2 separate regions of the Mus musculus genome follow, and region 1 is linked to region 2. Evidence: chromatin contacts called from public promoter capture Hi-C data. All regions are on one chromosome and are shown on one strand. Each heading gives the region's core, a stretch centred on a gene start, on an enhancer-like site or on the middle of the called end of the contact. The rest is flanking DNA. Distances are from core to core; before and after follow the strand shown. Region 1 holds the start of Iqcd (IQ motif containing D). Region 2 holds the start of Fbxw8 (F-box and WD-40 domain protein 8).

What was found. Promoter capture Hi-C pulls out the DNA fragments that hold promoters and counts their contacts.
Region 1: a contact with region 2 is called in a promoter capture Hi-C map of cranial neural crest. The contact joins the promoter of Iqcd here to the promoter of Fbxw8 in region 2. A contact is called at or near these places in 4 of 39 promoter capture datasets (the 3T3-L1 cell line, cranial neural crest, hippocampal neurons and 1 more).

What each region holds. Positions count from the first base shown.
Region 1 is chr5:120,587,673-120,590,372 of GRCm38.p6, forward strand. It overlaps Iqcd (IQ motif containing D), which reads left to right and starts at 1,351. Exons shown (of 5, transcript NM_029408.2): 1 at 1,351-1,422. Tpcn1 (two pore channel 1) reads right to left here and starts at 941. Exons shown (of 28, transcript NM_145853.2): 1 at 831-941.
Region 2 is chr5:118,154,078-118,156,777 of GRCm38.p6, forward strand. It overlaps Fbxw8 (F-box and WD-40 domain protein 8), which reads right to left and starts at 1,381. Exons shown (of 11, transcript NM_172721.2): 1 at 987-1,381. The coding sequence starts at 1,304.

The sequences.
Region 1 (2,700 bases), core at 101-2,600, 2.4 Mb after region 2:
CCACCCACAGGAAACAACCTCCTGGCTCCGACTCAACGGCTCTGCCCTCAGTTGGTTAGCGCCCACTTGATACATGAGGCAGCTTAGCGTGGCCTCTCCCAAGTAAAGAGCCACAAGTAGTCATGGAACGCAGGGGACACTGCCCACTTCAGCGCAGCCCCACCAACTATTCCTAGAAACTGCACTCCACTTAGGCGAAATCCACCAACCGCTTTCTTGTTTTTTGTCTTTGGTGGTAGGGATATCCCTATGGAGCTTTGAAGCTTTGAAGTTGCCATTCTCCTGCCTTTGCCTCCTGAAGAGCCTATGACTTTTCAAAGAGAAAGAAACGGGGCCCAGAGAGGGTAAGTAAACTGTCCAAGGTCACACAGCAGACTCGGAGCTCCTAAGGTCCAGCCCTTTGGCAGACCTTGGTTCTCTCTCTAGCGGAGACCCAGCGAGTCACCCCTGGGGTAAGGTCACCCCTGGAAGAAGGTCCCGGAATCAGATAGCTAGCTGCCATCCTGCGATCTGTCCCCTGAGGCAGACTGACCCAGGCAGGAGTCCCCGGCCAGGTCACAAGAGGACACAGCAGGGAGGTGAGCAGGGAGGAAGGGTCGCTCGGGGGCTCTAGCTCCCCACGATCCCCATCGCGATCCGGGTCGCCCCAGGAAGTCAGGCCAAAGAAAAGGGGTGCAGAGAGAAGGGGATCCGCAAGGAGAGAGCATGCCGGCCACCTCCCAGGGCCCCGCCTCGGGCTTCTGGAGCACTCAGCCCCAGCCCCTTCTCTGCACCTTCTGACCCCTGACCCTTGCCCTCGGGCCAAGATCGCGCACCCCTCGGATCCTTACACGCGCCGTCCCGGGATCCCGCACTGTGCACTGGGTCTGCACAGCGTAGCTCAGCCCGCAGTTGCCGCCGCCAATATCCCCAGCGCGGAGCCTCAGCAGCCGCCACCGCCGCCTCACCGCTGCCACAGCGGCAGCTGCGCCAGCCTTCGCATCCGCCGACTCCTGTCACTCAGCCCCGAAAGCCCCGCCCACGGCCCTAGGCCACAGCCTACTGGCCATCAGAGGGGTCGCAATGAAATTTGACAGGGTAGACTACACGTCACTCAGCGTTCTCACAGCCCTCCTCCCAAAGGGAGGGCGGGGCGAGGAAGCAACACCCCTTTCCTCCCCACCCCACCCCCACCCCCGCCTCACTCGCGCAACCAACAGGAATCCTGCGTCTTTCCATTGGCGAAACGTCAGAGAGGCGGGGATTTTGATTGGCCATCTTTCAGGAGGCGGAGCCAACGCAACCCGATTCGAAGTTAAATGGTGAAAAAGAATGTCAGTCAAACTCAAAGTCCCGCCTTCTAAGAGTGGCTCGTAACCTAGCAACATAAGGGCCGCCGAGTTGCTTAACTGTGGGCCAAGAAACTTGCATCTTGAGGAGCTGGTGAGTGACAGCGGGGAAGCCCCAGGCTGCAGGCTGTGTGCACCTAGTAGGCACGCCGTCCAGTGATTTCTCCCCTCCAGGCGTCCGCGCCCCACTTGCCATCCCGTCCAGCTCCAGGTCCTCACTCCCTTGCCCAACCTCCATCCTGTCCTCCTCTAGGCCTCCTGCAAGCACCATCAAGTATCCTCTTCTGATAGTCTTGCTTCCTGTCTGGTCCACCTGCCATTTCATAGTCCCTCTCCTCATCTCTTACTGATACCATTTGTGAAGTTCACATCGAGTGAACTTAGTTCAAGTAATTGGATGGGTTGGTTTGTTTTGGTGCCCACTGTCCGCACTATGTTCAGAGGTCAGCTTGCTGGGTGCGTGACCCCCTTCAGTGTATGCTTAAAATAAGGATTTGTTGTTTGTTTTGATTTTGGAACAAGGTCTCACTATGTAGTCTCGAACTCACTCTGTAGACCAGGCTAGCCTCAGACTCACAGAGATCCACCAGTCTTTGCCTTTGAGTACTGGGATTAAAAGCATGTGCCACCACCCTTGGTCTAATTAGGTTTTTTCCCCTTTAATTGTTAAAGTTTTATTATCATTATTAATATTATTATCACTATGTCTGCGTTGGTGGGGTATGTGAATGTGAATACAGACAAAGGGTTTTGGATCCTCTGGAGCTAAAATTAATTACGGGTGGGCAGTTGTGAGCCACCTGTCATAGGTGCAGGGGACTAAACTCTAGTCCTTTCAAAAAGCCGTACACGCTCTTTTAAAATAACGTAAAGCTTTATTTATTTTTACTTTATATGTATCTGTGGGTGCCTACGTGTATGTGAGTGCACAAGGTATGTTCACAACGTGTGTGTGCTGTGACTGCCAGGCTAATTGCAGTGATCCCCGCCACGACTTATTCTACCCTAACTCCCTCTGTCTAAGCATTTCCTAGGACATTCTCTTGGCTCATACAACGAATAATTCACATATTTAACATGGGCTTATTGAGTGCTTAGTGTGTGTCTTAGTTAGGTTTTGACTGCTCGCTTTACACCTTGACCAAGGCAACTCTTGTAAGGACAACATTTATTTGGGGCTGGCTCACAGGTTCAGAGGTTCAGTCCATTATCATCAAGGTGGGAGCATGGCAGCATCCAGGCAGGCATGGTGCAGGACGAACTGAGAATTCTACATCTTCATCTGAAGGCTGCTAGCGGAAGACTGACTTCCAGGCAGCTAGGATGAAGGTCTTTTGTTTGTTTGTTCTTGTTTTTCGAGACAGGGTTTCTC
Region 2 (2,700 bases), core at 131-2,630:
TGGTGTCATTTAAATAAAACTTTCCATTGCATAAAATTAACCATTTTTTAAAAATTACGTGTCTGCAGGGAGAGTAATTGTGTGTGCAAGTGCCCATGGAAGCCAGACCCATTAAATATCCTAAACTACAGTTACAAGAGGTCGTAAGCCACCTGGCACGGGTACTAGAAACCCAACTCCTGAAAAGCCTGTTGCGCTCTTAGCTACTGAGCCATCTCTCCAGCCCTTTCCCATCATTTCTCTAAACAACTTTCACTTACAGACAAGTATCCCCCCCACTGGGCTGTAGAAATTTTCTTTGAACCTGGTTTGAGTGAAACCATTAAAGCCTTCTCTTCTGACCTAACTCTTAACCTGGGAGCCATGGATCTTGTCAGGAGGGGTCTTGATTTGATTCTCCCGACTTGGTCAATGAGGCCGGAGAAAGAGGTTCCTGATTCTCCGAGGGACACATGCCCTCCAAAGGCTAAGAGCCTCCTAAAAATACTGACCAAAGGTTTCTTCTTCGCCGTAGTCCTTTCGTTTCTTCTGATTTATGGTTTATTTTTTTAATTTAGATAACACGTTACGTTAGGAAAATAAAAAAATACAGAGAAAAAAAAAAGAACATTAATTCCGTCCTCTGCTTTTTCTTGACCTTCCTCTCCGAAGTCAACCTTTCTTCCATGGTTTGGGACGTTTCTAGAATAGTATTTCTCCAACTCACACGTAGTCCTTTATGGGCGGATTCTTTTTAGCCGGGGGGGGGGGGGGGGGAAGGGTGTCCTGGATGTTTGCGAACATTCCTCAACCTTCTTACAAACCCAAGAATGCGCACACACCTACTGTCAACACCTCAAGATGTTTACAGGCAAAGCTGCTGAAGGAGAACCACTCGTTCCAGGGACATCTGGGTGTTCAGGGTTCCCGCTGTGCCCGCGTCCGCGACTTTCCCCACCATAGATGGTGGGCCCACAGGGAGAGACATCTTGTCCCCGGCCACTCACCAAGTCGCGGATGAGCTGATCCACCAGCGGCTCGGGCTCCGTGGCGTCGCGGTCTGGGGGTGAGCGCGATCGGCTGGACGTATCCTTCCTGTCGCCTCCCCGGCCAGGCCTGGGCGCCGGGGGTCGGCCCGCGCCCTCCAGCAGCCCCTGCGCCAGCCCCAGGTAGCCCGAGGCCGGCTCGCCTCGCGCTCCCGCCTCGGGCCTTCGCGGCGACCGCCGCTCCCCAGCCTCGAGCCGCCGCCGTCGCCTCAGCGCCTGTGACTGCGCCAACTCCTCCTGCCAGTGCCGGCGGAACTCCTCCAGGTTGTGGTCGTCCATGCTTGACGCGCCCAGGCCGACGCGGCACCCAGGGGCTGCCAGAATGGGGACGGACTGTCCATCCGCCGGAAGTGTCCGTAGTCGGCCTGGAGACTTCCGGGAGCGCGTCTTGTAGGTTCCGGGCAGCCACGCCCCTCTGCTTCGACATCCCTTGTTTTTGGCACCTTTGTACCAAGCAAGCCATGCTTTAAATGGCTGCTATATACATATTGCAAAAGGTCGCGTTTTTTAATGTAGCGGTTTTTATTGCATTTATTTATTTATTTAGTGCGTGCGTGTGTGTGTGTGTGTGTGTGTGTGTAGGTCACAGAACAAATTGGAGGATTCAGTTCTTGCCTTCCACCAAGTGGGTCTCAGGGATCGAACTCTCAAGTCACCAGGCTTCGCAGCAAGCATTCTTTTCTGCGGAGCCAGCCCAACCTGATGTTACCCTTCAGATCTACACACACCACACCCAATTAACCATCTCTGCCTTCTTAAAACTAACATTCCAATAAAACAGAGGTAAAGATTTTTTTGGGGGGGGGGGGGGTTCGAGACAGGGTTTCTCTGTGTAGCCCTGGCTGTCCTGGAACTCACTCTGTAGACCAGGCTGGCCTCGAACTCAGAAATCCGCCCACCTCTGCCTCCCAGTAAAGATCTTTTTAATGTGAATGTCTGAATCCGCAGGAAAGGTTATATAGAAAAATAAGAAATCGGGTCAGATAACAAAGTGATGGACAGAGGGAGGAGCCAATTAGTGGCCACCATGAAGCCAGGCGTGGTGGCGCACGCCTTTAATCCCAGCACTCGGGAGGCAGAGGCAGGTGGATTTCTGAGTTCGAGGCCAGCCTGGTCTATGGAGTGAGTTCCAGGACAGCCAGGGCTACACAGAGAAACGCTGTCTCGAAAAACAAAAACAAAACAAAACAAAACAAAAACAAAAACAAAAACAAAAACAAAAAAAGAGCTGTCATGAAGACCTCTCTGAGGAAATGCCATTTAAGCTACTAGCTGATAAACAGGGGGTGGGGAGGGGGGCGGGGAAACAGCTATGGAAAATCAGCAGAGATTTCCAGGACTACAGGTCCAAAGTCGGTACCGTAGGAAAGGATCTGTGAAGGAATGTTCTGGAAGGAACCCCCACCTCCCGTTGAGTCTTCCACAAGGCTGCTTAGCTCATCAGAACTGCAGCCACTGTGGGAAGGTTGGAATGTTGCAAGTCTAGAGTGTAATAATGGTTTGTCTTGGGCTATCATTAGCGCCCCCTATTAATCATTCTGTTCCTGCCTCTGTGTCAAACCTAGCTCCCCTGTGACTGTCAGTCAAACCTAGCCCCCCTGTGACTGTCAAACCTAGCCCCCTTGTGACTGTCAGGAGAAACCGTTTGCTATATTAGCCTCATCGACTCCTATCT